3 separate regions of the Triticum aestivum genome follow, and regions 1 and 2 are each linked to region 3. Evidence: chromatin contacts called from public Hi-C data. All regions are on one chromosome and are shown on one strand. The core of a region is the stretch at or near the end of the contact, and the rest is flanking DNA. Distances in the headings are between cores, read along the strand shown.

Region 1 (3,336 bases), core at 325-2,824, 210 kb before region 3:
GGGGCCGCTGGAGTTCAAGCCCCGCCGCTGGACCTCCTCCCGCACCTCGTAGATCGCCTCCACGCCATCCCCCGAGCAGGATCCGGCCCCTGCCTCGCCTCCTAGACCGGATCTGGCCGGAGATCGTCGTCATCGCGCCCGGCATCGTCTGCATCGCAGCCCCATCTCGCTCGGAACCGGCGAGGAACACCGCCACCATGTACTTGGAGTTGAAGCTTCGCCGCTGGACCTCCTCCCGCGCCTCCTAGATCGCTCCAGCCTCGCCTCCTCGACCGGATCTGGCCGGAGATCGCAGCCGCCGCGCCGGACATCTTCTGCATCGCGGCCAGCCTCGACCTGCAGCTTGTCTCGCTCGCCAGCAACCGAATAACAAAAACACAGGGTCTTTTTTGTAAGAACGACGTATATTATATATCCACTTAAAAAGGGACTGCGGGTTGAATAACAAAAAGGACAGGGACTATTTTGCAAAATCGCTAGCGAAGACGGACGACAGAAACCCAATTTTCTTTATTATTAGGTAAAGATAAAGATTAGATTTTTGTCCGATGGGTTCCTATTTCTCTGGACCCACTACAAATCTAATGTCATGTTTTCAAACATGCCAAAAAAAATTATGTACTGTGAGCCTGGCAATTCCCTTTAGCATGTTTGGCAAATCCTGACTCCATATTCTTAGCGCTTTCAGTTTCTTTTGTGTGTCATGCCAAAAATGCTTTTAGTTTTTTTTTCGAAAGAGGCATCCAAAGGACATCTTATATTTGAAGGAAAACAATACCGGACAATGAAAGACACTTGGAGGCAAACACCAATACAAAACAAAATTACTCCCTCCCTCCCATAATGTAATACGCTTTTTTACACTAGTGTAGTGTTAAAAAACGTCTTACATTATGGGATGGAGGGAGTATACTATACACCATCCTTTTGGAGATTAAAAATTAGACCGAATGAACAATAGAGGAAATGGACATCTGTGGTGACTTTGCCATTCTCAAAATGTTGTGACGGTTCAGTATCTCGAAAGGTGCCATAAGGATACAGTGAGTGTGTTTATATGAGTGAGCGTATATGCGTGTATGCAAGCATTGCCATGGTACCATGCTCAAAATAGAAATTGGCTGAATTTATAATTTGGGTAAAATCGATTTTGTGAAAGGAGAAATAGTTGGAGAGGAAAGAAAGTTGGAGGGAAAGAAAAGACAGTTGTTGGATCTCTCTCTCTCTCTCTCTCTCTCTCAACACTCTATAAAGCCAACGATAGGTGCTGGGGCAGAAGCAACACAATCACATCTAAAAAGAAAAAAGAAAGATAAAGTACAAAAGGAACAAATGCCGAGAACGACGGATCAACAAAAGTCGCGATCGTTATGCTCACCTAAGATCTCCCATCAAGCTTCTAGACTATGAAGCGCACACCTTGAAGAAGGGATTAATAACTGTTGTGACGATCATTAATAACTGTTGTACTGAGCATATTCATCGATAACCATTTTATCTGGAACTATATTGAGTTGCCTATGTATGTTGGCCTGATCACTTCAGTGGAGGGGAAAGTGCTTTTGAACATGATGATGAAGTCTATGCAGACTCTGGCCAACAAACATGTTGGTGGAGGAGAGGAGAGGAGAGGAGAGGAGAGCAAAAGGAGCACTCTTTCCTCTACATCCAGCAGATTTCCCCACCGGCCGCCGGACGCCACCGGAACCAGATACACCGCAGGCTCCGGGGAGGCGCATCTGCCCCGCCTCGCCCGCCGGCACGCCGCCGCCAGTGACTAACTGACCCCCTTTATAAACTTCCGTGTGCCAGCGAACCCACGCCCAACCACTCTGAGCCGGATCGGAGAAGAACCCACCCATCCCCAGACCACCACACAGATGGCGTCCGACTCCGCCGCGAGGGTCGACGGCAGCGCGCTCGCAGGTCGCGCCCTGGCGGCCGCGGGGGCGCGGCACATGTTCGGGGTGGTGGGCATCCCGGTGACCTCCCTGGCCTCCCGCGCCGCCGCCGCCGGGTGCCGCTTCCTCGCCTTCCGCAACGAGCAGTCCGCGGGGTACGCCGCCGCGGCCTACGGCTTCCTCACGGGCCGCCCCGGCCTGCTCCTCACCGTCTCCGGGCCGGGCTGCGTCCACGGCCTCGCCGGCCTCTCCCACGCCACCGCCAACGCCTGGCCGCTCCTCATGGTCTCCGGCTCCTGCGACCAGCGCGACGCCGGCCGGGGCGACTTCCAGGAGCTCGACCAGATCGCCGCTACCAGGCCCTTCGCCAAGCTCGCCGTCAAGGCCGCCGACATCGCCGACATCCCCCGCCTCGTCTTCCAGGCCCTCGCCGCCACCGTCGCCGGCCGCCCCGGCGGGTGCTACCTCGACATCCCCTCCGACGTCCTCCACCAAACCCTCGCCGAATCCGACGCCGCCTCCCTCATAGCAGAGGCCGCGGCCGCGGCCGGTTCCGCCGATCCGTCCCCACCGAAACACAAGTCCCTGGACCAGGGCATCGTGGAGGCGGCCGAGCTGCTCCGGCGCGCGGAACGGCCGCTGATCGTGATCGGGAAGGGCGCGGCGTACGCCCGTGCCGAGGTGGCGATCCAGAAGCTGGTGGACACCACCGGCATCCCCTTCCTCCCGACTCCCATGGGGAAGGGGGTCGTGCCAGATGTGCACCCACTGTCCTCCACCGCCGCGCGTTCCCTCGCCATTGGGCAGTGCGATGTGGCCCTCGTCGTCGGCGCCAGGCTGAACTGGTTGCTTCACTTTGGTGAGCCTCCCAAGTGGTCCAAGGATGTCAAGTTCATACTTGTGGACGTCTCTGAAGATGAGATTGAGCTTCGGAAGCCGCAGGTTGGTCTGGTTGGGGATGCGAAGAAAGTCGTTGAGCTCCTCAACAGGGAGATCAAGGATCAGCCATTCTGCTTGGCGCGGTCGCACCCATGGGTTGATGCAATCACCAAGAAGAGCAAGGATAATGTGCTAAAGATGGAGGCACAGCTTGTGAAGGATGTTGTGCCGTTCAATTTCATGACACCCATGCGGATCATTCGCGATGCGATCCTTGCCGAGGGGAGCCCTGCTCCAGTTGTGGTCTCGGAAGGGGCGAATACCATGGATGTTGGCAGGGCTGTGCTTGTGCAGAATGAGCCAAGGACAAGACTGGATGCAGGGACATGGGGGACGATGGGTGTTGGGTTGGGGTACTGTGTTGCGGCAGCAGTGGCTGAGCCAGAGCGGCTCGTAGTTGCTGTGGAGGGCGACTCTGGATTCGGTTTCAGTGCAATGGAGGTTGAGGTATGTGTAATGACATCCACTACTTGGTTTAATTGTGCAAAAGTATTAT
Region 2 (3,412 bases), core at 806-3,305, 180 kb after region 3:
TTCTAAAATTTTGAATGATGAGCATTAGTATATGATACACGGTTATAAGATGGAGCAAGCACATATGCACATATTTCTGGCTATTGCTTATCAAATGAGCAATTTGGTGTTGCCTTGCTGCTGTGTGTGATGTACTGATGTGTAGTCCATGCAGGCTATTGCTTATCAAATGGGGAATTTGGTGTTGCCTTTGGTGTTGTGTTTATACCGATGTGTCTCAGCAAAATTCAGTTCAGCACCGGCACGTATGGATGTTGGAGCCTTGGAGTAGAGCAGACGCAACACACAGGCCAGGGGCTCATGTGCCCGCAGTTCGGCCCCTTATATTTTAGAAATGATGGAATATTTAGTTTGGCGGGTGGGGGAGATGATAGAGTGTGTTTTATTTTTATTTATAATGCAATGATTTAGTGAGCCCTTCTTGGTGTGATTATACATTATCCGCTAACCAACCTATATTTATGTGGTGAAAATTCTATATCAGTGGTGGCATGTATTACAATGTTGGTGCTACAATATTACATGATGGCGCTTTTTTTTTCAGATGGTGGGAGGGTGCGCGGGATTGATACGTTTTTACATGCCAGTTGTTGCTGATTGACTTGAAAAATCGTTGGCCCGGTCAAAATCTTAAATCAAATCCAAAATTGAAAGAAAGTGGTTCAAAATTAGGAAATATAGTGAATTAAAATAATTGAATGAGAAAACTTGATAAAGTGTTATCCATTCAAAATTGGGTGATCCAATTCTAAATTGAACACCTCAATTAATTGTGGAGTCTTAGAAAATAAGAACCATATTGTATAGTATCCCCTCTATTTCTAAATATAAGTTTTTCTAGAGATTTCAATAGGAGACTACATACGGAGCAAAATGAGTGAATCTACACTCTAAAATATGTCTATATACATTTGTATGTAGTCCATAGTGAAATCTCTAAAAATACCTATATTTATTAGGAATGGAGGGCTTTGAGAAATTGTTGACCCCGTCAAAATGAGGCGATCCAATTTAAATTAAAGACCTTAATTGGACATGACATCTCTAAAACTAGGTTAGTGTTACAGAGGATTAAGCTTCAACTCATTCGGACGAGCAGTTTGAGTGAATCAATATTCTGATGTTTGCGCCCGAAATTTGACAAAACCTCTTTTAGGGTAATTTGACTAAACTTTGACCGAAGGGATGTACCCAAGAAAAGAAGTTTCCAGACGAGAAGCCAGTAACCAGTCCGTGCGTTTAGGCCATCTTCACCGTGACTCCAAAACGTCCAGGTCTGTCCGTTTGGATCTAAACAGATAAATGAAGTGGCTGAACGTGCAACCTCATTCGTAAAAAGACGTCCGCTTTTGGTCCGCTTTGCCCCATCCCGAGCCCAAATTTAGTTCGGCTTTGCGGTCGAGCGGACATCAAGCGAACGCTTTCTCGTCCGCGCCTGGACCCACTGGTCACCCACTCAGGCCTCCCATCGGTCTCTCTCTCACTTTTTTTCTCTCTCTCTCTCCTCGCCATAGCAGCTACAGCAGCGGCGACTCCTCGGCAAAATGCGGCAGGGCCGACGCTGCTGGGGGCGCGGCGGCGGCACGCTGGCGGGCGTGGCCCCGACGAGAGAACGAAGCATGGGCGAGCACGGGAGGCGGGGCGGCGCTGCGGGCATGGTGAGCTCGGACGCGGCACGGGCGCGTTGGCCGGCGTGGCCCCGGCGAGAGAGCGAGGCATGAGCGAGCACGGGAGGCGGGCTGGCGCCGCGGGAGTGGCCACGCGGGCCGGCGCAGGCGCAGGCCGGGCGTGGCGAGCTCGGGCGCGGGCTGGGGGTGAGGCTAGAATTCCTCATTGCCATTCCAAACGGACGAAATCCGGACGAAACGGACGTCCGTTTGGGGTCATGCGATGGAGTTGGATTTAGAATTTTCGATCATCCAGCCACGTCCCCGTCGTGGATGACGTGGACTGTGACTCCCCGAGCAGCGTCCTTATCGGAACCCACTCCCACCATTCTCCCGCTGCCACCGGGCCCCAGCCACTCCATTCCTCGCGCCCACTGCGCCCCGGGACCCACCACCACATTCCTTTCTTCCACCCCAAGAGCAGGGCCGGCTTCTTTCTTCCGCTTGATTTTTTTTCATCAAAGTCGATTTGATACCGGCGCGGATCGGAACGGAACCGAGCTGAGCGGCACTCGCGACCGAGCAAACCCTAACTTGCTGACCATTCTTCGATGGCCAACCCCTCTATGGCGGCCGGCGGCGGGGTGCCGTGGGCGGAGGGGGCCCGCGCCGTCGGGGCCCAGATCCGCAACCGCCTCCGCGTGGCGCCCGTCGACCGCCGCTGGCTCTGGCGCCGCCCCGAGGGCCGCGCCGCCTCCGAGGCCGTGCGCCAGTGGTCCGACCGCCTCCGCGCCATCCTGCAGCGGGACAAGCAGAACCAGGGACCCGACCAGCAGCAGGGCCCCGGTTCCCCGGACGCCAGCGCCGCCGCGGCGGCGAAGCCCTCCTCTAGCGCCTTCAAGTTCTACAGGAAGAAAGGTACGCCAATCTCTTGTCTGGTGCCACTGGTCTCATAGCTCCATGTCAAAAACCATTGCGAAACGAATGCTTGTTTGATGTCACCTGTTGGTAATATCCTTTGTACTACTATCTGAGTCCATAACAATCTGATTTAGCCTAATGAGATGATAAATGTGGCGCTCCGTCCTGGTGATGTATCCTTTATCTTACTCTCATGATACGAGGGGGAATACTGTTTCCCTCATTGCACCAGTTTCTAAATCGCATCACTTTGTCAATGCAGTGGGCAAAGAAGTTAACGGGGTCGAAGACTCCGTGATTTTCCGCTCGCTCCAAGCGCTGGCCGTTCCTCTTATCGGGAATGCTTGCCATGTTTTTATGCATGGCCTTAACTCTGTCCAGGTATTGTAGCTCAAGAGTGATTGATTGTCCGAATTCGAGTGCACAGGCTTCTGCTAACCTGTCAAGTTGTGCAGATTTATGGTGCAGAGAAACTTCAGCAGGCGTTACAAGAGAGGCCTAAAGACAAGCCTCTGCTAACGGTATGTGCTCATGTGGTCGAATAATTGCAAAATGTTACTCCATTTCATTGCATGACATGTTGTCTGAAGGTCGCTAGTAGTCATAAATCCATACTCTTATATGACTGCAACTTGTACTGAAGTGGTGAATTGGTGGTATATGTTCTTTTAGAAGACGATGACCTGCATATTTTCTCTTAAGAATTGTGGCATCGCTTAACTTTTGAACATTAGTCAAGTTTTACATACCGCATTTCTTCCTAACTGCATATTTCTCCACTATGCATTCTTCTAATCACACTATGCTTCTATCATTTTTATAATCCTAGGTCAGCAATCACGTGGCTGCTATGGATGACCCTTTTGTGATTGCCTCCCTTCTGC
Region 3 (3,253 bases), core at 14-2,513:
AGGTTTGGTGTGGTAAGGTGAGGCACCAATTGGAGCACTTCCTTTATCAAGCAATACTCCATGCCAGCCATCTGTATCTTGGCATCGCTGAAAGGGCTCGATCGGATTCGAGTACTGACAAGGTCCATGTAGCTGCCAATTCAGAGGTGGCAAGGCGGGACACCATGTGGAGCGTTGTCCATGTCATTTGGATCCTAGCACATCCGAGAGGGCTATGGCTGGATCCGAGCACCCCCGGGGTCCATATGGCTTCCAGATTTGGCGGCAGCGAGGTGGGGCACCATTTGGAGTGCTGTCTTCACCACACAACAATTCCGAAGGTCACGTTCTTCAATTTCCCGAATTCTTTCAAGGATGGTCTGAAAGTCAGGCCCAAGATTTGAAAAGTTTTATTTGCTGGATATTCAAAAACGTTGTTGAATTATTTCTTAAGCTTTTTTTTATCATACCTATGAAAGTTGGGCCAATCATTTCGAAATTCATCTCCAAACTCTGTGAAAGTTCTCCCAAATTTTTCTCACTTTTGTGAAAAGCTCACTCCAAAATGTTGAAACCATCTTGGCTTCTTAGTTGAATCTTTCTGTCTTATAAATCGAAACTCCTTGAATCTCAAAACCCCTCGCCCATACATTCTTTTCCCTATAATATAAACGTCGAACAAGGGAGGGAGGGGGGTGTCACGGCAATGTCGAAATGAGGAATTTCTCTGGCAACCGTAAGACACCCCCATTGCCACGACTCTTACACCGGATTGCCTCGATGAAGGCCCTTCACATCACCTGACCGATGCCTACTAAACCTCAGTTCCAAAAAATTAGACCTTCTAGCAAGACGTTCACGGCATTGCCCAAGTAAACAAAAAGAATAAAAAGAATCACCACGCCAAGGTAATTCGAGGGAACAACCATGTGGTACGCAACTTCAAAAAAAGAAAAACATGTGGTACGCGGTGAATTGGGAGGGAGAGAGACAGGCGATCGAGAATATTATACTGTGTGCGTTAATCGGGGGGACAGGGCGGGCCCCGCGGCTTGGGGGTTGTCGGGGGCGGTGTCTCACGAGGGGCGTTCGGCTGTCGGCGTCGCCCTCCCTCTTTCCGTGTGCGTGTCAGTGTCTGATTCACTCCCCTACTCCCTACCAAGAGACCACCACCAAATTAATCAGCCCCCATCCCCCTCCCCTCCCCTCCCGTCCTCCTCCTCCCCCCCCCCCTCCCCACCCCCACATTTCTACTGACGCTGCCGCTGCTGCCGCTCCCTTCCCCCACTCCCTCCCCTCCCCCCTTTCCCTCCTCGACCCCCGCTAGGGTTTCCCCCCGCGCCGCCGCTGCCGCGACCGCCGGATGCCGCCCGCGGCCATGCCGCCGCCGCCCCCGCCCCCGCAGGGCGCCTCCACAGGTACGCGCGCGCAGATCTGGCCGTCGCGCCCCCCTTTCCGTCTCCCTACTCTCCTCCTCCTCCTCGTGCCTGATGTCTCATGGGTTTGGCGGAGCAGGGGATCCGCTGTACGACGAGCTCTGGCACGCCTGCGCCGGCCCGCTCGTCACCGTGCCGCGCGTCGGGGACATGGTCTACTACTTCCCGCAGGGCCACATCGAGCAGGTTCTCACCACGCCGCCTTCCCCTTCGCCCCCCTCCATCCCTCGGCCCTCGCGCGATTCGGCGCGGGGAGGTCGCTGCTCCGCGGTTCGCGCGCTGAATTTCGCTTTTCCGCTTTGGGTTTTGCTTTTTTCAGGTGGAGGCCTCCATGAACCAGGTCGCCGCCAACCAGATGCGCCTCTACGATCTGCCCTCTAAGCTGCTCTGCCGCGTCCTCAACGTCGAGCTCAAGGTGCCTGCCTCTCCCCCGCCCGCTTCCCGCGCTCAATTCCGCCCAATTTTCTCATCCTCCTGCGTGCTCCGAAATTCGATTCGGACGCCTCACTTTTCCTGGGAATTTTTGGCAGGCGGAGGCGGACACGGACGAGGTCTACGCGCAGGTCATGCTCATGCCGGAGCCGGAAGTAAGCCCTTCCCTCAATCTCTCCCGCCAAAATGAATGTTTTGGGGATCCCCTTTTCTTCTGCTCGAGGGTGTTCACTTCGTCGCGACATGTATTTTTCAGCAAAGTGATGCGACGACGACGGAGAAGTCGAGCCCTGCAACAGGAGGCACCACGCCTGCCAGGCCGGCGGTGAGGTCCTTCTGCAAGACCCTGACCGCGTCCGACACCAGCACACATGGCGGCTTCTCGGTGCTGCGCCGCCACGCTGACGAGTGCCTCCCTCCCCTAGTATGTCTGCATTCTACAATTAAAGTCATAAGGAACCTGCGTAGTGTATGGCTTGCCGTCGGTTTGTGGCATTCGCTGACCTGATCTTCTATTTGGCAGGATATGACGCAGTCTCCTCCCACACAAGAGCTTGTGGCAAAGGATCTTCATGGCATGGAGTGGCGCTTCCGCCACATTTTCCGCGGTAACTTTGCGTTCCTTGCCTTACCGTGATCCGTAGCCGTTTGACATTGCCATGTATATATGCCAGTGTGATCTGAAGATGATCAATTCAGCAGACCATTTCGTCGTAGGAGCTTTGTTATGAGTGACAATGCAATACATTAAACCTGTACACAATTTGGAGAAGGTTCACCTTGTAGTTGATGGTGATAGCATCAATCATATCTGTGTTAACTTACTGCAAATCAACAGGGCAACCTAGGAGGCATCTCCTTCAGAGCGGCTGGAGCGTCTTTGTCAGTTCCAAAAGGCTTGTCGCTGGGGACGCCTTCATTTTCCTCAGGTCTGCTGTTGTTTCCTTTTCTCCCAAGCATACCAATTCGGCAATTCCCAAGCTGTTGCTAATTCTGTTTCTGTTCTGCACCATGCAGAGGAGAGAGCGGTGAGCTTCGTGTTGGTGTTAGGCGGGCTATGAGACAGTTCTCCAATATAGCTTCTTCAGTCATATCTAGTCACAGCATGCACCTTGGAGTCCTTGCAACTGCATGGCACGCTATCAACACAAAAACCATGTTCACTGTCTACTACAAGCCTAGGTATATGATATATCAACATCTCTTTTATAGTCATACTGCTTTATCTTTATTTATTAATTCGTTCCCACTGTCCTGTTCTGAGTACTTACACTTGTCTACTCTCTGTCAATTTCAGGACAAGCCGTTCAGAGTTCATTATACCATACGATAAATATATGGACTCTGTTAAAAACATTTATTCTATTGGGACGAGGTTCAAGATGAGGTTTGAAGGGGAAGAGGCA

Evidence for each region. Hi-C and Micro-C count contacts between places; a contact is called where the count stands out from the background.
Region 1: a contact with region 3 is called in a Hi-C map of leaf, with 7 times the contacts expected there. The contact joins the promoter of LOC123072164 here to the promoter of LOC606348 in region 3. A contact is called at or near these places in 5 of 5 Hi-C or Micro-C datasets (leaf, root and an unstated tissue) and 1 of 1 datasets of contacts at active chromatin or transcription factors (leaf).
Region 2: a contact with region 3 is called in a Hi-C map of leaf, with 5 times the contacts expected there. The contact joins the promoter of LOC123072161 here to the promoter of LOC606348 in region 3. A contact is called at or near these places in 3 of 5 Hi-C or Micro-C datasets (all in leaf) and 1 of 1 datasets of contacts at active chromatin or transcription factors (leaf).

Annotation. Positions count from the first base shown.
Region 1 is chr3B:747,508,029-747,511,364 of IWGSC CS RefSeq v2.1, reverse strand. It overlaps LOC123072164 (2-hydroxyacyl-CoA lyase), which reads left to right and starts at 1,574. Exons shown (of 2, transcript XM_044495724.1): 1 at 1,574-3,287. The coding sequence starts at 1,881.
Region 2 is chr3B:747,116,217-747,119,628 of IWGSC CS RefSeq v2.1, reverse strand. LOC123072161 reads left to right here and starts at 2,055. Exons shown (of 7, transcript XM_044495721.1): 1 at 2,055-2,525; 2 at 2,791-2,909; 3 at 2,984-3,049; 4 at 3,358-3,412. The coding sequence starts at 2,219.
Region 3 is chr3B:747,296,742-747,299,994 of IWGSC CS RefSeq v2.1, reverse strand. LOC606348 (auxin response factor 4) reads left to right here and starts at 1,263. Exons shown (of 15, transcript XM_044495723.1): 1 at 1,263-1,397; 2 at 1,495-1,601; 3 at 1,735-1,830; 4 at 1,946-2,002; 5 at 2,104-2,271; 6 at 2,371-2,455; 7 at 2,686-2,776; 8 at 2,865-3,029; 9 at 3,145-3,253. The coding sequence starts at 1,343.